Regions from separate parts of the Mus musculus genome. Here region 1 is linked to region 2. A link is a contact called in public promoter capture Hi-C data. All regions are on one chromosome and are shown on one strand. Each heading gives the region's core, a stretch centred on a gene start, on an enhancer-like site or on the middle of the called end of the contact. The rest is flanking DNA. Distances are from core to core; before and after follow the strand shown.

Evidence for each region. Promoter capture Hi-C pulls out the DNA fragments that hold promoters and counts their contacts.
Region 1: a promoter capture Hi-C map of embryonic stem cells shows a contact between it and region 2, with 2.8 times the contacts expected there. The contact joins the promoter of 1700080G11Rik here to the promoter of Gja4 in region 2. A contact is called at or near these places in 1 of 39 promoter capture datasets (embryonic stem cells) and 1 of 9 other capture datasets (liver).

Annotation. Positions count from the first base shown.
Region 1 is chr4:127,473,029-127,479,591 of GRCm38.p6, reverse strand. It overlaps 1700080G11Rik (RIKEN cDNA 1700080G11 gene), which reads right to left and starts at 4,751. Exons shown (of 3, transcript NR_166431.1): 1 at 4,642-4,751; 2 at 4,288-4,429; 3 at 2,750-2,959.
Region 2 is chr4:127,310,086-127,316,834 of GRCm38.p6, reverse strand. Gja4 (gap junction protein, alpha 4) reads left to right here and starts at 2,796. Exons shown (of 2, transcript NM_008120.3): 1 at 2,796-2,915; 2 at 3,850-5,415. The coding sequence starts at 3,867. The coding sequence ends at 4,868.

The DNA.
Region 1 (6,563 bases), core at 3,502-6,001, 160 kb before region 2:
CCAGACAAGATGGCCTCCCTGCATCTGTTTGTCTCACCTGTGTTAATTCATAAACTTAGAAGGCAAGGCACATCTTCCTTTACCAATTAGTACCCTACAGCATTTCTCCCCACCCCCAACCACCAGCCCATTCTAAACAGAACACCCGGGCTTCCTGGGACCCTCCCATGAGCAGCATGTTTAGTAACCTGTTAGTCTGTGAGGGCCAGTACCTGCCAAAGAGCTCAGGCTCATTGGAGCACCTGGGCCTCTTGCCAGATCACACCTCACCTAGGTAGACAGGAAGGGATGGGGCCGCCCCACACCTCACTCAGCTCCCTGGGAGAAACAAAGGCAGAGAGAAGAGATGCACTGGCCTGGAGTCAGGGATTCAGGATAAGACACACTTCCCCGGCAACTCGTGGAGTGGGGAGTCCCAAGGAGACTTCGGAGGGGATGGGGAGGGGGGTGGATCAGGACTGGTATGAGTGACCTGAGGGGACACACACACCTCATTTATAGAGCAGCTTGCTCGTCCTCACGTCAGAGAGATGATCCAACCTGGGGCCACCTCATTCAAGAGAGGGTAAGTCACTTGCCCAAGATCACACAGCAAATAATAACACGGCTAGTGTTTTCCCTCAAGCTGGCCCTAGAACCTATGTGACCATCATCCTTAACTTGTAAACTGCATCATCTTTCAACACTAGACCATCTGAGACAGCCCAGGGTGGGAGAGAGACTGATCTTGTCTGGCATGGACTAGGGACAGGAAAAGGTCAGCCAGTGCAAACAGAGGCCACAGGTAGGTATAGGAATGGCTTGGATCTCCTCTCAAAGGGGTCAGGCAAGGCGGACAAGCGGTAGAAGGCCCTGTCTGAGCCAGAGATGGAGCCACTCACTGGTTCTTGTGCACAGGAGCCACTGCAGTGACCACCGCAATAGAGTGGACACACAGACTCTGTGACTCTGAAAGCCAGCAAGGGAAGCTGGCAACTCCTCAGCTGTACCCAATGGGGATGCTGCTTCCCAGCCCCGCCTGGCAATGAATTACTCTGTGACAGAGATAGAGGAGATGTCAAAGTCTCACGTCATCTTCCCTAACCTTGGGACAAATTAAATCAAATTCTGCTGCACAGCCCGAAGGCATAAACTTCGTTAGCTGCACCAATATATTCTGCCAGGCAGACAGGGCTCCCAGGTACTAATTACTTCATTCAGCAAGTTAAACAAATGATATGATATCTAAATTCAAGGGAGAGGCACCCAGGAGTTATGGGATACACGCCACTGGGATTCATAACACAATTACTGAGCTACCAACGCGGAGAGTTTACCCACGTGGCCTGCCTTCAAGATTGAGCTCATGGCCTGAAGCCCTTCTCCTCTAGGAAGCCCTCCCTGATAACCACATCTGCAAAAACCTTTCTCTCCAGGGGTCTGTATACAGCCAGTTGGTTGGGAGTGTGACTCTGGTCCTGGCTATACTGGGATCCTGGTATGGACAAATTGTCTGATTTGTGAACATTGCTTGATACCCAAGTTTCTTGCTATACACATCCACTGCAAGATGGGGTTTTTGTGTTTTGGTTTGGTTTGGTTTGGTTTGGCTTTTTGGTTTTTGAAACAGGGTTTCTCTGTATAGCTGTGGCTATCCTGGAACTCAGTTTGTAGACCAGGCTGGCCTTGAACTCAGAAATCCACCTGTCCCTGCCTCCCAAGTGCTGGGATTAAAGGCACCCAGCCCCGCTGCAAGAAGTTGACTGCTCCTATCTCCTCTAGTTGCTGCAAAGGGAAAGCTATCTTGAGCCAGTTCTGGGAAGGATATTCTCCCAGAGTGAAGTTCGCATTAATGAGAAGAGTGTGTGTGTCACAGCACAACTGGCATCCCAGCACGGAGCAACCCTCCTCCTGCCTCGGTCCCAAAGAATAATTGAAAAAAAAAAAAAGCCAGTAGATGAAGCTGTAATGCTGACAGGCCCTGAGCTGGTAGAAAAAGCTGAACATAAAATAACAAACTGGAAATGAGTCCTAGGAAGGAGGGTTCTAGCAACATCGAAGGAAGCATACTGCAATGGGCGGAGCCTGCCCAGAAAACTACACTGGCTGGCAAGGCTCTGGGGACCTCCTTGGGCCAGGTCTCTCCCAAGAGAGACCAAGTAAAAGAAAGGCAGCTCTGTTATTGTTCTTTAACTTACTGAGCATGTAGGACTCCATACCATCTCCCCAGGCTAGTGATGAGTGTGGTGGGAAGGGTCTGTCGTCCACCCTTTCTGAACACAAGAAAGAGCATCCGTGAGTACAATCAAGGGAGCCTTGCCCACTAACGGGAGACCGGGAGGCGAGGTAACCTTGGAGTTCCCCAGGATACATGCAAGTCTGTTCTCCCTGACTGTGAGGTAAAGGTGGAGAAACTGGTTGTCTATGGTTAAGGTCAATAGAGTCTGACTATGCATCAAAAAGTCGCCTGCCCGTCCCTGGGCTTGCTCTCCTGTTCTTTGTTCCCCAAATCCAGACCCCTCTATAGCTACTAAGCTGCATCCCCCGACACTCTGGCTTCCTGGTCTGACTGTCTCTGTCCCCGCTGTCCCCTTCTAGAGCTTCCAGACACACAGGCTGAAGGATCGTGATTTGATAGAAATCATCAAGCCACATCAACAATAAACTATATAGCAGGTTGCTATGTCTCCGATTGGCACCAAAAATAGCAGGGTCTTTTTATCATGAGGTGCCGGCTAACTGTGATGCCAGTTAATCATTAAAACTTAAAGCAGGGCTTGACAAGAGATTTAATTTGAGTATGTAAATCTTGGAGGACTGGGGACATATTGTCCCAGTTGTCAGGTTTATATACACAGCACTCTAATGATGGCACAGGTTCCTCCTCGCGCTGCTGTTAGTACGTCAAGGGCCATTAGGTCTTGTAAGACAGCCGTCCTCATTGTCTTAACTTTTGAATTTAGGAGTGAGATCCCATGAACTGTACAAATAAATAAATAAATAAATAAATAAATAAATAAAATACTGGGAGTTGTTATAGTAAACCATAAAAGATTTTTTTAGTAAAGAATTCAGTGGTAGAATATATTAAGAAGAAATAGCATAAGATTATAAGTATTGCAGATAGGTAGGCAGATAGATTAACAGATGATAGATTGATTGATAGTGGATAGATATAGATAACAGATGAATAGATGAACAGATGATAGATAATGGATGGATGGCTAGGCAGATGATAAATGATACATTGATTGATCGATTGATTGATAATAGATGAATCAAAAGATGATGGGTAGCAGATAGATATACAATAACTGATTAGATAAATAGATGACAAATAATGGGTGGATAGATGGATGATAGATGATACATAGACTGATTGATTGATAATAGATGGATCAAAACAGGTAGATATAGATAGTAGAGATAGATAGATAGATAGATAGATAGATAGGTAGGTAGGTAGATAGATAGGTAGGCGATGGATAAAGGGCTGGATGATAGATAAGTAGAAGATAGATGATGGATCAAAAGATGATAGAATAGATAGATACATAGACAGACAGACAGACAGACAGACAGACAGACCAACAATGTTAAAAGGAAGACAAGGAAGCAAACCAAAACATAAAGTAGGTCACAGTTACTGGTAAGTTTAGAAATGGAACTTATCCTTGTGTTTAAGACTTTCGTTTTCTTTGAAGAGAACTTTTGAGCCTTTTAAAGGATTGCAGCTATAGGCGGCCTTGTCTCTAAGACGCCCTTGAAGTTGTAGAGACACAGAAGGGGAAGGTTTTCTTCTAGAGGATAACTTCTTTTTAGTCAGGGTGGGGTAGGTCTTTATTTACCCCGAGGAGCCGATAGCAAACACCAGATGCTCTTTCTGTTCTTGACAAGGAAGCATTGGAGTAAAGTCGAATTCTTAATCTTTTGCTTAAAATGCCCCTGTCCTTGCTCTTAGATTTTTTTTTAAAAGAAGGCCTTTCCCTAGTGTCTCTCCCTGGGTTTTCACAAGGGCAGACCGGAGTAGTTAACAATTCTCTTCCTGGGAAATATGAGTAGTGAAGTCCCTTAACTTTTTTCTTATTTATTTAGGACAGCAGAAACTCTCTGAATCTACTAACCATGCCCTCACGGATGGCCAATTCTCTGTTTCTCTGAGGGATGAGCTCACACTTAATTTTTTAAAAGAACCATTAAAGCCACGTCTGCAGCCTCAGAACACACCTTGGCTGCTAGTTTGTAAGCATCCAGGCTGTCTCGGCCCCAGAACCCCAGCTGCAACGATTACGGGAAGAATTCCATTACCTTGCCGTGTCTCTGGAGCTGGGGCAGACTCACAATCGATCCAGCCACCCTCAAGAATGACCTCCTTCCCCCTGGTCAAAATGCAACCTTGCATGGCATCCATTTCCAGAAAGTCAAGCAGCCAGCGCCACCAGCTGAAGCCCTGGGAGGGCACAAGGTACAGCAGGAGCCTCAGGTCCCAAGGAACCCAGTCCATACCCATCAGCACTCCACCCTGACAGGCTAAGGTAGAACCTTCCTCCCACTTCCGGAAGGCAAACTGAGGCTCATACTAGTCAGTACTCACTGAAAGGGTGTCACTTCCCTACCGTCTTCCCTCACAGTTGACCCTGGCAGAAGCAATTGCAGACCCACCTTCACACTCCAGGCTACTGTTGTTTGGCCAGCAGGGAGCACGTGACTCGGGGAGAGCCAATCGGAGTCCCCTGTAATATCTGGAAAGCATAATTGGCAAGTTGAGACCGTTAGAAACAGGAACAATGAACTTGGGGCACGTGACAAGGAGAGAGAGATAACTAAGTGAGAGAAACAAATAGAGACAGAGATAGAGACAGAGCTGAGCAGAGATCAAACAACCCCATAGAATCACAGAGATGAAGAGACCCTGCCCCCCCCCCCCCCCCCCCCCCCCCCCCGCTGTTAGTTCTCAAGTGACTGAGGTGCCTCTTTAACATATCAAAGTGGTAGAACTCTGCACTAAACCCATCTGGTCCTGGGTCATGAAATTCCTTGGCAAATGGATGGACCTGGAGGGCATCATCCTGAGCGAGGTAACACAATCACAAACACACAATATGTACTCACTGATAAGTGGATATTAGCCCAAATCTTAGGATACCCAAGATATAAGATACAATTTGCCAAATGCATGAAACTCTAGAATAATGAAGACCAAAGTGTGGACACTGTGCCCCTTCTTAGAATTGGGAACAAAACACACATGGAAGGAGTTACAGAGACAAAGTTTGGAGCTGTGACAAAAGGATTGACCATCTAGAGACTGCCATATCTAGGGATCCACCCCATAATCAGCTTCCAAACGCTGACACCATTGCATACACTAGCAAGATTTTGCTGAAAGGACCCAGATATAGCTGTCTCTTGTGAGACTAGGCCAGGGCCTAGCAAACACATAAGTGGATGCTCACAGTCAGCTATTGGATGGATCACAGGGCCCCCAATGGAGGAGCTAGAGAAAGTATCCAAGGAGCTAAAGAGATCTGCAACCCTGTAGGTGCAACAACGTTATGAACTAACCAGTACCCCGGAGCTCTTGACTCTAGCTGCATATGTATCAAAAGATGGCCTGGTCGGCCATCACTGGAAAGAGAGGCCCATTGGACACACAAACTTTATATGCCCCAGTACAGGGGAACGCCAGGGCCAAAAAAATGGGAATGGGTGGGGAGGGAAGTGGGGGGGAGGGTATGGGGAACTTTTGGGATAGCATTGGAAATGTAATTGAGGAAAATACATAATAAATTTTTAAAAAAACATATCAAAGTGGATGCTAGCTACCAGTCTCAATGTCTCCCATACCTGTGACAGAGTCCTGGCTCTTCTCAGAGCTTCTCACTCAGCCCCCTGCCCTTAAGCTTCTCTTCCCCCAATTTCTCTGACTCCTATATCGCTTCAGCCATTTCCTTTACATGGTCTCTTGCTCTCCAGGTCTCCCAGTCCTCGGCTCCTCTCTTTGCTCCCTCTCTCTTCTTGTCCGCCCTCACCCTCCCCTCGCCCCACTCCCACCCTCTTCTCTCATGCCTCAGTCCGCTGGCCTGGTTCATTCTGGACCCTTTCCAGATGCCTCTGGCTGCTTTCTCACGCGTATCTACAACAAACCTTCCACTCAACCATACCTTGGAGCAGTCAGTCATGTCCTCGTTTTTTTTTAATTCATCAAAGAATATCAGTCTGGTGGTACAGGGTGACGCTTTGACTCTGGGTAGCTTCCTGGTCCCTTATAAAAAAAAGACTGGCTGCCTTCCTGATATGACCTCTGTACTCCTGAAATTTTGTGTTTCTATTTTTGCTCAAGCCAAGTTGGTCTCTGATCATTACACACAAAAGAATCTCAGTCAAAATTTCAAAAGTGGATATGAGTCTTGTCCATGCTCTGGACCTAGATCTGGGGACCCAAGGCTCTGATCCTGGAGAAAGGATCAAAGTCCTACATCTGCATCTGTGGTGACACATGCAGACCCAAAAGCCACTCTGTGTTCTGGACCCGTCAGCGTCCCCAGTGATAGGATAGGCCCTTTCCCATGCACCTCTACTGT
Region 2 (6,749 bases), core at 1,547-4,046:
GTGGGATTACTGGTCTATGCCACCGAGTTGTGTGTGTGTGTGTGCATATATACATATATAATGCATATATATATATAATTATATATTAAGTCATATGTGTTATAAATCTATATTTACATATCATATAGTATTACATATATTAACTACATCTAAAAAGCTTTAAACAAGGAATTGCAGGGCATATCTGACCCAGTGGAGGCCAGCAAAGGAACTTCTGGGGAAGATGACAGACATCTCAGCGAAGACCTGAGGGGCTGGAGGCATCCACGTGTGAGAGTTTCCCACACGTGAGGCTGCTCCGAGAAGACAGAGCCATGCACAAAGGTAGGTGCACACAGACACGACAGAGAATGACTGGATGGGGCTGGTGACGGAGTGCCGGCCTGGCATTGAAACAGGGCAACCTTATAGCCAGGTTTCTGCAAAAATGTAGAGGCTGAGTGGAGGCTAGGAGACCATCTGGGGTCACTGAGTTGGTGGCAGGCTGAACAGGGTCAGGACAAAAGGGGTGGGGGTGAAGAGTGACGATCCAGGGACATTTTCCCTCAGAAGAGTTGACTTTTGAATATTGTGTTGGTTGGCCCCTACCCCTTCTTCATCTGTGACACCTGATCTCAGAGTCCAGGAAGGGGTTGGAGCAACCTTGGCATCACCCCGAGGTCCTCAATGAGCTCCCCTGCCCCCCACTTCCCTGGGAACCAGATGGGAGCAAAACCTTCAAAAGGATTTGAGGCCCAACCTCAAAGGCAACTCGGCAGAAAAGCTACCAGAGCAGACACTGTTCCCACGCCTTCAAGGGTCAGAACTACGTCGGCGCACTTGTCCCTAGTGGAATCCCAGGAGGCTCCGTTCAGCCCTGCCTGTTCCGGCCCTCAGAGAAAGAGAGGCCTGGAAGGGAAAGCCTGTCTAGCCTGAGCTCAGGCAGTAACCATGCTGGTCTGCAGTCTGAGCCTACCCATGGACTGCCCCGGCCCAGGAGGCCCCAGCCACTTCCTCACCCTCAGCTGCCCTAGACCCTGCCAATCCTAGGCCCCAACCTCCCTTGGCTTTTCTGCCCTCTCCTGGAACAGTGCAGATCCTTTCTGTCAGGCCTTGTGATGGTCTTGGTTGGATGGTAGGTAGGTTGGTCATACTTGGGACAACAAAGACAGAAACCTTGTGCCTGCACAAGCCTGGCATGGGCTCAACTGCTCAACTACACCGCCAAATTTCTTTCTTTCAACATTTTGAGGCAAGAGTCTTGCTAAATTGCTGACTGTCCTTGAACTCTCTCTCTCTCTCTCTCTCTCTCTCGCTCTCTTTCTCTCTCTCTCTCTCTCTCCCTCCTCCCTTCCTCCCTCCTTCCCTCCCTCCTCCTTCTCTTCTTCCCCTGCCTCTCCTCTCCCTGACAATGTCTCATGTACCACAGGCTGACCTCAAACTCACAAAGGAGAAGACAGCCTTGAACTTCTGACCTTCTTGCCTCTTCCTCCTCCTCCTCCCCCCCCCTCCTGTGAGGTTCCAGGCATGTGCCACCTGGTTTATGTGCCACCAGGGCTAGCTAGAACCTAAGGCTCTGTGAGTACTGAACAAGCACTCAACCAATATTTACACCCCAGCCCCATACCATTGACATTTTAATTCCTCAGCCTCATCTTTCCACAGAACTAGGATTACAGGCTGCCTGTACCACCATGCCTGTGTATTTGTGTTTTGTGGAGTTGGTTGTTTGCTTAGACAGGTTCCCACCATGTATCCCAGGTTGGCCTGAAACTCTTGCTCTGCCTCCTTCAGCCTCCCAAGCTCAGGGTTTACATCTCAGTGACTTCAGGTCCTCGCTCAAACCTTTAGAACCAATACAGCACACTGGGGGCTTTGGCAGGCCCTCCGAAGCAGGTATCCTTCCATCACTATTCGGTAGGGTCAGGGCAGAGGAGGGTAAGATTGACCCTCGTTGCTCTGACAAGCCTCATGGTTGGGTCCCCCAGCCTCTTCTGGGCGTTAGCACAAGAAACCAAACCTGGTGGCTCCAAGGTAGTGATGCTGTTCTGCACCGCCTGGCTTTCTCAACCCCTAACCACACCCCGTGATGCCCTGGATCCCACCTTTACACTTTTACTGTTACCCACGGGGCTTACCCTGCTCAATTTCTGCATCTAGTAAGGAGGGTAGGAAACCAGGCCTGGCAGGCTTATTGTGGCTTTCCCAGCTGCAGGCGGATTCTTAATCCCACACTCTTCGTTCACAGTGAAGCAGGGCTCTGCCTGCTTCCAAATTCCCCAGGAAGATCTTTCCTCTCTTTTAGAGGCATCGACTGGAACCCAGCTAAAGGACAGGAGCTTCCCTCCACTTCCACTCTCAGATCAAAGGACCCTAGAGCGTTCCTAAGTGACTTTTGATGGTATAGCCTGCCCAGGATTGGTGAAGTAGAGACCCCTAGATCAACCAGATTCTAGAAAGGGAGAATTCTCACCCCTCTCCAATGTGGGTCCAGTGGCCTCAGAAGCTGGGCACACGGATGAGTCTCCCTTCTTACCCCACCCACTCCTTACAGCCTCCGGACCAGGTGCCAGATCTGCCAGCTCCTCTCGCTTAAAAAAAAAATCGCCTTCACATCCTGCTGCGGACCTAGGGAGGGCACTGGACCTGGGGGGGGAGTGCAGTCTGGGATACCGGAGGGCGTCAGAGCAGAGAAACAAGACAGCTTCCATCTCTCGCAACCAAAGAAGCACAATCTGGGCGGGTCCTGGGAGTCTGTCCCTCCCAGGCCCCGCCTCCCTGCTCCCCAGAGCCCTCTGGCTGGCGTTTCCTGCCCTAAACCCGCAGCTGCGCGCTATTTAAGGCGTCCTGCGGGAGGCGCGGTCCTGCAGGATTCCCGCAGGCGCAGCTTCGGCCACGGTCGTCCCCTCTACCTGGGCCAGCCGGGCAAGCAGGCGGTGAGTTCGGGGGGCAGGGGAAACGGTTCACTCCACTGCGGGAGGGCTGAGGCTTGCTTGCCCCCCGGGGCGCCAGACGCGACTGAAGCCACCAGCGGCACTCACCTAGCCTGCCTTTAACCAGCCTCTTGTGTTTAGCTCCCTTCCCTTTTTTTTTCAATGAACCCTTAAGGAGAGACCGAGGGCGCCGGGAAGATTACTAATCCAAATCCCCAGGTGGTGAGAAGAAAGCAGTATTTGAATGTAGGTCTGGTAGTACCTGCTTTACTTCTGGAACAGCACCCACACCACACATCACCACGTTTTCACACACACCATGAGATGTTCTGGGAACGTTGGAACCTTCACCCAGCTATGGCCATTCCTTGCAAGGCTCTATCTAGAATGGCTGCAACAGCTTTGGAGGGAAGTGAGCTAGGACAGGCTCAGGTGTATTCACTAAAATCGCAGGTGGTCCTTTTGGTAGACAGGTGGACCAAATGCCCTGGGCTTCTGAGTCCCTCACCCCATCTTCCCTCACTCCCAGCCCCACCGGCAAGTGCAAAGATTCAAATGAGGCCCTCAACATTTTTAATGAGGCATGGAAGATGGGAACGGGACCCCTAATAACCATCTCTCCCCACCCCTGCTCTCTTGGGGGTTGCCAGCCTTGAACAAAAGGGAGGAAGGGCATGGCACAACTGTGTGTGACCTTGGATAAGTTCCTCAACTGTTCTGTTTCCATAGGAACCTCTATTCAATCCACATGTCTTCGGGTTGTGGTCACCCTGGGGCACTGGCCTGTGAAAGAAAGCACAATGTGTGGTTAGATTGGGACCCTAGCACAGGCGGACCTCCCAAGGGCTTACATCCCATGGACATATGTCTAGTGGGGGAGCTGAGAAAGGCTTTGTGCTGCCCTGCTGATGGCCCTCTGACCCTTGTCTCCCTGCAGAGAGAGGCCCTGGAAACATGGGCGACTGGGGCTTCCTGGAGAAGTTGCTAGACCAGGTCCAGGAACACTCGACCGTGGTGGGCAAGATCTGGTTAACGGTGCTCTTCATCTTCCGCATCCTCATCCTGGGGCTGGCTGGCGAGTCGGTGTGGGGCGACGAGCAGTCTGATTTTGAGTGTAACACAGCCCAGCCGGGCTGCACCAACGTCTGCTATGACCAGGCCTTCCCCATCTCCCACATCCGATACTGGGTGCTGCAGTTCCTCTTCGTCAGCACACCCACCCTGATCTACCTGGGCCACGTCATCTACCTGTCTCGGCGGGAAGAGCGGTTGCGGCAGAAAGAGGGAGAGCTCCGGGCGCTGCCATCCAAGGACCTACATGTAGAGCGGGCACTGGCTGCCATCGAACATCAGATGGCCAAGATCTCGGTGGCAGAGGACGGTCGTCTTCGGATTCGTGGGGCGCTCATGGGTACCTATGTGGTCAGCGTGCTGTGTAAGAGTGTGCTGGAGGCAGGCTTCCTCTATGGCCAGTGGCGCCTCTATGGCTGGACCATGGAGCCGGTGTTTGTGTGCCAGCGTGCGCCCTGCCCCCACATCGTGGACTGCTATGTCTCTCGACCCACTGAGAAGACTATCTTCATCATCTTCATGCTGGTGGTAGGAGTCATCTCCCTGGTGCTCAACCTGCTGGAGCTGGTTCACCTGCTGTGTCGGTGTGTCAGCCGGGAGATAAAGGCACGAAGGGACCACGACGCCCGCCCGGCCCAGGGCAGTGCCTCAGACCCTTACCCTGAACAGGTTTTCTTCTACCTCCCCATGGGCGAGGGACCCTCTTCCCCACCGTGTCCCACCTACAACGGGCTCTCATCCACTGAGCAGAACTGGGCCAACTTGACCACAGAGGAGAGACTGACCTCTTCCAGACCTCCCCCATTTGTAAACACAGCTCCCCAGGGTGGCCGAAAGTCCCCTAGCCGCCCCAACAGCTCTGCATCCAAGAAGCAGTATGTGTAGGGATCTGGGGCTAATGTCACTCAACAGAGCTGCCCCGAGGAGCACGCACGTGTACCTTGGCTGCCTCTCTGGCGGTCCACTCCTCAAAGGCACCTCAGAGACAACTGGGCCAGGGAGGTGGACATTCGCTGGGCAGAGGACCTGGTCACAGATGGTTCTGGAATACCTGGAGCCTTTGTGATGACCAGAGGACACTGGCTGCTTACCAGAATGTGACACTACCCAGACTGGGTCACAGCAGGTGGGAGTGCTCTTGACTAAGTGTTCTGTGAACCCTCGATCCTTTTCACCTGTTGCTGAGGGACCCAGCGCCAAGTTGACTTTCGAGCCTCCCCTATTAGACGAGTCACTGAACCCTGGGTTTTCATCACACCCCACTTCTCCTGGGAAAAAGCACTGATGCAGGCTGCTGGCTCAGCCTCGTCACCTGGACAGACACAGCCTGCGCCGGAGCTGGCCCTTGCCAGGGGAACTGGTTGATGTCTTGTTTTTCTCACTTCTAGTTCCACTGTTTATGATCCTCAAATAAACAGGACTCCATCATAAGTCAGGTGTGCACTGATGTTGTCATGGATGCGGGGGGCAGGGTGGGGGGAGCCAGGGGTGAGGGGCGAGGCAGTTATTTTGCACAGACTTGCTTTCTTTCTAGTCCTCTACAGCCCAGCTCCAGAGAGCACCGTAAGGCCTCAAGACTCAAATCCTTTCCCTCAGCACCGAGTCCCCATGACTCTCCCTTGCAAAACACCCTGGGTACTAGGGTCTTTTCATCCCATTCCCACATCCTTTCCAGTGTCCTGTTAATCAGCTGCTCATTAATCGGCCCAGACAGGCAGTGTCTCTTCCTGTCCTGTCCCATGCCCATCTGGTACCCGAGCCTGCTGTCCCCTGCAATGTGCCTCCTGACTAAACATTTGCTCCCAAGCATACCTGCCACCAAGGCTGTCCTAGTCTAACTAAAATTTGCCCCATGTGTCCTTCCCACCTCACCATGGGTGCCTGAGAACCATTTTTTTTTCATTATTTATGTGTTCATTTTACATCTCAATTTCAGCCCTCCCCAGTCCCTCCCTTCCATACCTTTCATCCATTCTCTCTTCTCCTTCACTGAGGAGAAGGGGACTTCTCCCCCCACCCCCAACCTGTCCTGGCACATCCTCTCCCACTGAGGCCAGACCAGGCAGCCCAGCTAGGGGAAAGAGATCCAAAGGCAGGCAACAGAGGCCAAGTCAAAGAGCCTGAGGGTTTCTAAAAGGGGTGGGGGCTAAGGGTAATTTGTGTGTTTTCTAGTCTGCCTATGAGAAGGTGCAACCCAGGGGCCTTCATCTTAGCTCCTGTCTGTGTATCCAGAACTCACTGGGGACCCTAGACAATGGCAGTGCCAATGGTCCTCTTTCTTTGTACTCCCTGGAGTCTCTAAGAGCCTATGACTGAAAAGGGTCAGAGCATTGGTGCGTGAGGACTTAGCTATTGAAAGCTCATACCCGGGTCTTAAGTTTAAATATTGCCCCCACATGTGCCAGCTCTATGGCCTGGAGTCAATCGAGTCTGATCACAGTTTCTCTCACCTCTAAAACATAAGCAGGCTGAGGATGGGCTCAGCTGATAAGAGTTCCTGCCTAGCATAAGCAGATCTCTGGATTGGGTCCCCGGCGTCACATAAACGTGCCATGGGATTGGGTGCCTGTAATCTCACTCAGCACTTGGGAGGAGAAGGCAGGAGGACTAGAAGTCCAAGGCCATCGTTTTGGCTCTATAGTAAGTTTGAGACTGGCCTCACCTTCTTCATGAAGGACATAAAATAAGTAAAATAAGTAAAAATAAGCTTGGCTCACGAGAATCAAACAAAATTCATCCCATACTTTCCAGCAAGGCCTGGAAGAT